Linked DNA regions of Mus musculus: regions 2 and 3 are each linked to region 1. The links are chromatin contacts, called in public HiCAR-type and promoter capture Hi-C maps. All regions are on one chromosome and are shown on one strand. The core of a region is the stretch at or near the end of the contact, and the rest is flanking DNA. Distances in the headings are between cores, read along the strand shown. Region 1 has its middle 35 kb from the start of Gm15691. Region 2 overlaps Trappc12 (trafficking protein particle complex 12). Region 3 holds the start of Rnaseh1 (ribonuclease H1).

Region 1 (2,762 bases), core at 245-2,744:
GGGAGTGTTAAAATCCCCTGCTCTGTGAAAAACCCTACTTTTATATTCAACTCTGCCTATTTCTATACTACTTGGTGGTGATTGTACACTGTTAACGACAATGACTTCCTGACGACCTTGCTGCCATTATGGAATGTCTCTTTTTGTCCCTGGCAATATTATTGCCATAAAATCTATTTTACCTGGCACAAAAACAAACACTCTAGTTGTCTATCCTCAGTGTTTACCTCACGTCATTGCTTATCCTTCCACAATCTCCCCCAGTGGACCTTGAAAGTGTGGCTCTGTGGAATGGGACATAGTTGAAAGCTCCTCCTTTTCCATTCACTAAGCTACTATTCTGTTGGTCACATCTATTAATTGGTGAATCTAGATCATTAACATATAATAGAACCACCACCAATTTAGCTGGATTGAAAAAGGCCATTTTATGAATTTATTGGTTCCTCTTCCCCCGTCTCTTATGACCAAGGGTGACCAAAGGAACTTTCTGTGAATGTACATACTGCTCCTTCCTAGCTTAGAGAGATTGAAATTGAGACTGAGACCCTCATATCCAGGCAGGTTGAACACTCACCATCTAACAGCTCATTACTTAGCTACTCTTATTATTTCATTACAAGACGTGTGTTAGCATTTTTATAACTGGGGGAGTTACTTTTCAACAGCTACTCTAGTGCTTACTATAGGATATGCAACCTCTCTGGGTCTGCTTTGAAGCAATAGGGTTCTATTCTGGATTCACAAAGAAGCTTTGCCACTGGACAGTGGGGATGGATTACTTTCCATATTCAACACAAATAGAGGTCCCTGGGAGGAGAAAAGCAGTGTTGGATACTTGCCGAAATACATATCATTCTACTTTGATTTCTACAACCCTGAAGGACAGAGTCTCCACCAGCAGTCTCTTCATGCGCTCAGAATGATCATCCACATTGTGGTTGTGCCCATTCCGGTAACGACCAAGTTACCATGCTGTCCTCTTGCTTTACCATCATCCTGGTGGACCTTTCTGCTGAGTGGAGAATTCTTGGTTATACTCCTTTGTCTTACCACTTTAAAATGTGTTGTTCTCTGGAGGAGTTCTAGGGAACCATCTAATCATTTGAATATCTAATATGTTTTTCTGCAGCTTGTTTTCAGAACTACAGTCTAAAGGATGACGTAAGGGCACTGGGTATTTTAATTAGCACGGGACTTTCATATTTTTAATCTAGTCCTCCCTATCCTGTGAGAGGAAAAGGCTTCCAGCTTCCACAGCCTCTCCACCTCACAGCTGAGGACAATGAAACCCAAGGAGACCAGGACTGTTTTGAGCTCTGGCTGAAAACACAGCCTAGAGTAAATAAAAATCACATGTTATGTTGTGAGAAAGGAGAGTGATGAAGAGCAACAGTGACTCACCCCAATAGCTGCACTGGTTGTACAAGACCTACACAAGGGAGCAGACAGTGATCCCCAAGAGATTCCTGGAAATGCCAAAGTGAAGAATAAAGGAGGCTGTGTTTCAAAAGCAACTGTGGCTGGAACAGCTCAACCGAGCTGGCCTAAGGATAGCAGTCTAGGCTCTATGACTGAGGTAGCCTTCTGCAGGCACAGACCATTCCTTTCTAGCTCACAGAGACTGGGCTGGGGACTGAGACCCTCGTACCCAGGGACATTGACTATTAATCACCCAGTAGCTCATTCCAAATGCAATTTGCCCAAAGAAAGTTTGGCTCTGTACCTCAAATGATTGTTTTAAAAGAAATTTGTCTTCAGTATATTCTCTTTGATTTTTGAGATTATAATTACATACTTTCTCCCTAATTTTTCCTCCTTTCAAACCTTCCCATATTGTGCTCTTTCAAATTCATGGTCTCTTTTTTATTGATTATTGTTACATGCATATATGAATATATATGAATACATAGATATTTCTAATTACAACCTGTCAGTCTGTAGAATGCCATTTTCATGTATGGTTTTCAGTGCTGACCATTTCATGTTGAATAACCAGTTGGTATGCTCTTCTGTAGGGAAGACTATTTTCCAACTCTAAGCATTCCTTAGTTGCCTGTAGTTTTTCAAGTCTCATGTTTTTTCTCCATTCTGTACACTTTTAAACGTCAATTTTTATGCCCATCTTATAACAAAGGTCATAGACCTCTGATAATATTATTGACCTCAGACAATTCTTTTAATAAGAGAAAACATTTTCTGAAACTTACGAAGTATAAAAGTATATTTTAATTACACTTAAGGGAATTGTAAACAAAATAAAGCAAAGCCCTTGTATGCCCCAATTACGGCTGACAGTGGTGGAATGGAATTTGAACTTTGACACAGTGTGCCAAGGATTTCAGCCAAGGATTTTACCATGCCTTTCAGCTGCGATTAGTGTTGCCTTGCTTCAGATTAAGAAACAGAAACAAGGAGGGAAGGAGAGGAGAAAGGAAGGAAGGAGGGAGTTTTTGTTCTAGTTGAAGTCTCCCATTGAATGTGATTTATAAACATTTTTATCCATTCTGTAGTGTGTCCTTTTTGTTTCTTATGTGATCTCAAAAGCAATTTTACTTTTTTTTTTTTTTTTTGAGACAGAGTTTTTCTATATAGCCTTGGCTGTCCTGGAACTTACTATGTAGACCAGGTTGGTCTTGAACTCACAGAGATCTTACTTTTTCTTCTATCCCAGTGCTGGGATTAAGAATGCACACTACCACACCTCACCCACAAATTTTTCTTAAGCCATATTTTTATCCTAAAATGTTACAGTCATATGT
Region 2 (2,961 bases), core at 256-2,755, 1.3 Mb after region 1:
CCAGCACCTTTGGCTGAATCTCCCCCAAAGCTTCTCTGTGTCATCACCTGATTCTGGGTGTGGGGGGGCAGGGAAAGAGGGAGGTACAGCTTCTGGGTAAAGGAGCAACTGAGACGCTGTCTCATGCCCATGTCGGCATTGTGGGCACTGGCTACAGTGGACTCTTTATTTAAATTTGGTAGAGGTGAAAGAAGTCCTTTCATCTTCAGGTTTATCCAATAAAATACAGTAGAAGTGCCAGCCATCCTCCTGTAGACCTGCTTCAAGGCATTATCATTCTGCCACCTGTGCTTAATGGGGCCTCTGCCCTCAGAGCATATTCCAGAACCCCAGTACATTGTGCCTGCTGAGTGGGGCCTAGCTGATACTCGATCTCTGGCTCTTGTTTCCAGGACGAGATGGGCCTGTGGGTGGAGGGATACCATATTCACAAATTCAGCCTCTCCCTGCAGTATCTACATTCTCTAAAAGGGTCAGAACCCTGCGCTGGACATGCCCTTCTCACTGTGGTCACAACCTTGGGTGGCTGTCCTTCCCACTGGTGCTCAAGCCACTTAGTGGCCTGGGACACTGCAGACCCTGGAACTCTTCACATAGTCCTTACCCAACTCACAGGGGTTGAGAAAGGCTGTAAGTTGCTCGAGTCTCTTGTGCTGTGTGGACACACGCTATGTTAGTGACTGTTCTTAAAAGCGCTGCGACCCATGCCCAACACAGACCACTTTACGGTACAGAGGTTGTTTTGATTCATGATTTCAGATGGTTCAGGCTAGTCACTTGACCCCATGTACTTTGGCAGAGCATCACAGGAAGATTGTATGGCATGAGCAGTTCACTTGATAACATAAATAGCTAGGGAACCAAATGGTCCCAAGGACCTTTTCCTGGTACCTGCTTCCACCAGCTAAGCCTTACTTTGTGAGATTTCTAGAACCTCTCAGTAGTGCCACCAGCTTAGCACGTGGGCATTAAACAATGAGGGGGGATCATTTTACATCTAAGCCATAACACATATAGAAAGAAGAGGATTCCACAGAGTGTCACAAGGCCAGGAAAGCCCAGAGCAGGTAGTAGAGTCCTCAGTGGCTCTGCCTTTGCCACCCCATACACTGCAGTGGGGAGCCCCTCCTTGTTCCCGATTCTCTGCTGCTGCTCCTATGAAGTGCCCCACTTCTCCTTCAGAGCCAGAACATTAGGCAGATTCCACCCTCCCAGTGGGTGCTGGCTGAGCTCGCCAGGGCTCCATAGATACAGCTTCCCCCAGCCCTGAATGCCTAGTACAGAGATCGGACTGTTCTGAAATACATGGTGTGGTAGGCTTGGAGCACAGTTGTGCACATAGATCCTCCACGGCCCTGAGACCCAGAGAACTGTCGCCTTCCTGCCGTGTGTGGTTTCTGTCCTAAGTGTAAATGCCAGCCTTTGGTGTGTGGTTTCTGTCCTAAGTGTAAATGCCAGCCTTTGTCCTAGTTCCCTGAGCTCTCGGACTCGGTCCTGAATGCTGGTGCCCTCTGCTGTCCCTGATCCCTTCCCTTCCTTCCTGGCTCCGCGCACTCCAGCCTGCGGGGGTTAAGACTTCAGTCCCTTGTCGGTTTCTGCCTTCACGATTACTCATCAGAAGACAAATTAGCTGGGACATGCCATTTGACCTGGTTTGATCTGGCTCGTTTCTCTCAAAGGTCACAGTCTTTAACCCCGTGTCGGTCCCTTGAATCTCTCAGAGGTCACAGTCGTGAGCCCCACATGTTTCCCCGAGTCACATTCCACAGCTAATTGTTCTCTTGCTTATACAAAATAATGACTTTACAAAGGAGGGCGCCCACTGTGGCGTGGATGAGTGAAGAGAGGACAGTCAGTGGTGCCGTCCACTGCCTACCTGCCTCCTAGGGGTAGCCCCTGGGGTAATGTCACCCAGCAGGTGGGAGGAGGAAGGCTGGGTTTTCCACAGAGCAGACAGACTGCATGAAGACCTTTTCCATGAACATTATGCCTGTTTTCCTCCTACACATAGTCTTTACTCTTAACATATATTCACACCCTGCCCTTCAAAGTAATAATAAAATACTAAATCTTTTCCCTGTGTCACAGGGACCATAGAAGCTTTTCTTTCAGGGAAAACCCAAATACAGATGAAACAATGGAAAGGTTTTAACCAAACAATCAAAACTATGCAAAGTACCAGCTTTACAAAATGGACCCAGTGCTGAAGAAAAGGCTGGAGGCTCACTGGCACCCCGGAGAAAGGCGGGGCTGATGCTCCCACAGCACTTGATCACTCTTGTGTACAGCTTTTCATGAAAAGAAAAACTGAACGCCCACAGTGTTCAGTGTCTGAGAAGGCTCTATGAGTCTCATAAGCCTAAATTCTACCTTCCACCAGAGAGTAGGGCCTGCTCTTCTCGTTACCTCCTGGTAACTGGTAGACATCACAATGTAAAAGACGCATCTCTTGTGAACATTCCTTGCCTGATTGGTTTTCACCAAGAGAAATTTGCTGTGTCTGAAATATATGAGGACAGTGTAGCCACAAATCCACTTACAGTTTTGTTGTCCTTGTTTGAAATGACTGCAGATCTTGGCCAACTTGGAGCAAGGCTTAGCTGAAGATGGTGGTCTGAGCAGCGTCACCCAGGAAAGCAGGCAAGGTGAGCATTGCCCTTCTGTTGGCTGAACACCACTCGCTCGGATATGCAAGGCTCAACAGTATAGTTGGTCCCCACTCTTACCCAACAGTGGATGTCCCCTTCACCCATTTCCCCTGTAGCATCTACTCTGGATAGGTGAGAGGAAGGACGTGGGCTTTTACCCAGTAATGAGAAGTACACATGGGCTGAGGACAGCCCAACCCAGCTCCTCGGTGCACTGGGGGCTTTTCATTTGCCTGCGCAGATTTGCATGGAAGAGGGGAAGTGGGCCACAGTGTGAACTGTCAGTGGCTGAACATCCTGATCTTCCATGGTA
Region 3 (2,700 bases), core at 78-2,577, 1.4 Mb after region 1:
AGCAGGAGTTTTTAACTGAATGAAGTTTAACATACAAGGACTTTTCATGGATTATAGGTTTGGTGTTGTATGGTGAGTCAAAGGGATCTGCTGTCAATTCCTTGGGACAAAGGTCACACCTCAATTTGGTTTCATTTTACATGTTAAGACCTGACAGCCCATTCTGCTAAATGCCATCCAATCCAAATAGCATACTAATACCACAAGGTCTTCCACAACTCCAGCACATACTAAAATTTTGTTATCTTTAAGACTCAATCACAGAAAAAGGGTTGGCAGTGGATATATTTCTTCCTTAGTACTGTCTCAGCTGTGCCTAGGGAAACATCCAGGTCACAGGGACAACAAACCTTGATATTAGAAGTTAGCTGTCATATACTCCCAAACCTGGACTTAAGCCCCGATTCTGCCTCTCATTTGACCTGGGAACTGCCACAGTACCGGTGAAACTGAAAACTTCATCTTGCCTCCAAGGGCTGCGACATGGATCCAAAGGCAAAGACCAGCTTCTGGCTTGAGACTCTCCACCTCTCCCCCTCCCTCATCTCTTCCACAGCCCATGCTGGCCTCTAACTTGTAGTGATCCTCCTGCCTCCACCTCAACAGTGCTGGAATTACAAACATGTGACAACACATCTCACCACGATTTTCCTTCTTAAAAACAGTCGGGGATGAGGATGTAGCTCAGCTGCTGGCCTAGTATGCACAAGCCCTGGGTTCAAACACCTGCAGTACACAAATTGAGCATAACGGTGCCTATCTGAAATCCCTGCGTTTGGTTAGTGAAGGCAGAAAGACCAGAAGTTCAATTTGGCACATAATCGGCTCGAGAAAAGTCACCCAGTAGGTATGAAAAATGTTTAAAAGATGAAAACACGAGGAAGTTGGGCGTGGTGGCCCAAACCAATGAGCTCAGCAGTCTGGACTACATGAGGTCCTGTGTCAAAAAACAAAACACCCACACACAGGAACGATCAGAACGTGGGAAGCCTTGTGTAAATTCTGGCTGCGGTGACCATGTGTTCTCTTTGGGAGGATTTGACTACAACACGGAAGGGCTAAACGAGCTGTTAGGTGTTTAGAATAAAGGGCTCCGCCAGGCTCCGTCTCACCAACTCAGGAAGACTCCGGTCCTGCGGCCTCTCCTCACCGCATAGAACATCCCGAGCCCGCAAATGCCTCGCCTCAGGCGTACGACGGCCAGTGTCACTGTGCGGGACAGCGGCAGCAGCCAGCGCATCACTCACGCCAGCGCGGCAACCCACATTGCTGCCCGCGAGCCTCCCGCCGGCGAGCCGACACACTTCCGGCTCAGGAAGGTGACGTCGCGAGGCGCCCGTCGCGGAGAGGGGCGGGGCCGAGGATTGTGTCTTCGGTTTCTTAGACGTCGGTGGAGACGTTCGGCCTGGAGACAGAGGTGTTTCCCAGCTGCCGAGTGCCTAGTCCAATCCCAGCACAGCAAAACTGATTTGGAAGCGAGAGGAAGAGGGGAAAGAAGGAATGAGAGGATGATGGCCGAATGAGGGAATAGATGTGAAGACAATGAGCCCCTGTAAAACTACATCCCATATTCTAGGATGCCCAACTCTGCAGAATAGGGTTCCCCTCCCCTTTGCCAGCAATGAATGAGAAGATGTCATGAATACATAACAACACTCTGGCCATATAATTCTGGACTACATAGAATGAAGCAAGTCACTGTTGCAAACTGGGGAATCGTTTTTATAACCCAAAATCAACTAAAATTTTAAAATCTACTCCTTAGGGACTACCAAGGCGACTTTGAAAGTGAAGGCACTTGCCACCAAGCTTAACAACTCTCCCACAAGTTGTCCTCTGACCTTCGCACATATGCACCAATGATAATGCACGCACACACCAACACATAGATGCAATTTTAAAGTAATAAATGTATATTCCTTGAAGTCATGAGTATGAAAAGTTTTTCTAAATATAAAGAAAAAATAGGGAAGGGAAAATTTCCCTTTAATGGTTGTCTCTGATTGTTTGCCCTTCAGCCAGCTGTCGGTGTGGTTTGTAGAATGTAAAGCAACTCTACCCTTCTCTTTCCTTTAGAAATCAGTTGTTTATTTATGTATTACTTTAGTTCATGTGTATGAGTGTTTCGCTTGCATCTATGTTTGTGCCACAGACATACTTTCTGCCCACAGAGGTCAGGAAATGGCATTGGCTCCCCTGGGATTGGAACTCAAGCCTTTGCAAAAGCAGCCACTATTCTTAATGAGTGAGCCATCTCTCCAGCGCCACCAGAGTTTTTGTTTGTTTGTTTGTTTTTTAATATTTGAAGCCAGACATGGTGCCTCAAACCTATTATCCCAGTACTGTGTAGACTACAGCAAGAGGATTACTGCAAGTTCAAGGGCAGTCTTGGCTACACGATGAATCCTGGCACTGGAGATTGAAATTAGGGTCTCACATATATTGGGCATAGGCCCTGCCAGAACTTCCTCTCATCCCTTCTTTTTATTTCTATGTAGCAAGTATTAATGTCTATCAACTCAAATAAAACCTCAAAATACCAACAATATTCTAAAGTTTAAAAAAGGGGGTAAGAAAGAAAAAAAAAGAAAAAAAAAAAAAACAAAAGAAGGGGGTATGGATATATCCAGTGTCTCGGAAACCGGGTGTGGTGGTACTTGCCTGTCATCCCAGACTGAGGAGTCAGGGATAAGGAGACCA

Evidence for each region. Promoter capture Hi-C pulls out the DNA fragments that hold promoters and counts their contacts. HiCAR-type assays count read pairs that join an accessible place to other places.
Region 2: a HiCAR-type map of astrocytes shows a contact between it and region 1, with 2.8 times the contacts expected there. The contact joins two enhancer-like sites.
Region 3: a promoter capture Hi-C map of the 3T3-L1 cell line shows a contact between it and region 1, with 7 times the contacts expected there. The contact joins the promoter of Rnaseh1 here to the enhancer-like site in region 1. A contact is called at or near these places in 5 of 39 promoter capture datasets (the 3T3-L1 cell line, 3T3-L1-derived adipocytes, cranial neural crest and 2 more), 1 of 484 Hi-C or Micro-C datasets (cortical neurons), 2 of 115 datasets of contacts at active chromatin or transcription factors (the NIH/3T3 cell line and epiblast stem cells) and 1 of 9 other capture datasets (adipose tissue).

Annotation. Positions count from the first base shown.
Region 1 is chr12:30,023,258-30,026,019 of GRCm38.p6, reverse strand. No RefSeq gene overlaps it. Among named protein-coding and RNA genes, the nearest start is that of Gm15691, 35 kb to the left of the region's middle. Within about 2 kb of position 1,494, at least 62 of the 459 cell types and tissues checked have an H3K27ac peak or open chromatin away from gene starts, as enhancers often do. A contact at or near this core is called in the NIH/3T3 cell line, adipose tissue and astrocytes, where this site is marked.
Region 2 is chr12:28,703,210-28,706,170 of GRCm38.p6, reverse strand. Trappc12 (trafficking protein particle complex 12) reads left to right here. Exons shown (of 12, transcript NM_178811.5): 7 at 2,573-2,645. Among named protein-coding and RNA genes, the nearest start is that of Mir6937, 25 kb to the right of the region's middle. Within about 2 kb of position 1,505, at least 30 of the 459 cell types and tissues checked have an H3K27ac peak or open chromatin away from gene starts, as enhancers often do. A contact at or near this core is called in astrocytes, where this site is marked.
Region 3 is chr12:28,648,229-28,650,928 of GRCm38.p6, reverse strand. Rnaseh1 (ribonuclease H1) reads right to left here and starts at 1,327. Exons shown (of 8, transcript NM_011275.3): 1 at 1,113-1,327. The coding sequence starts at 1,240.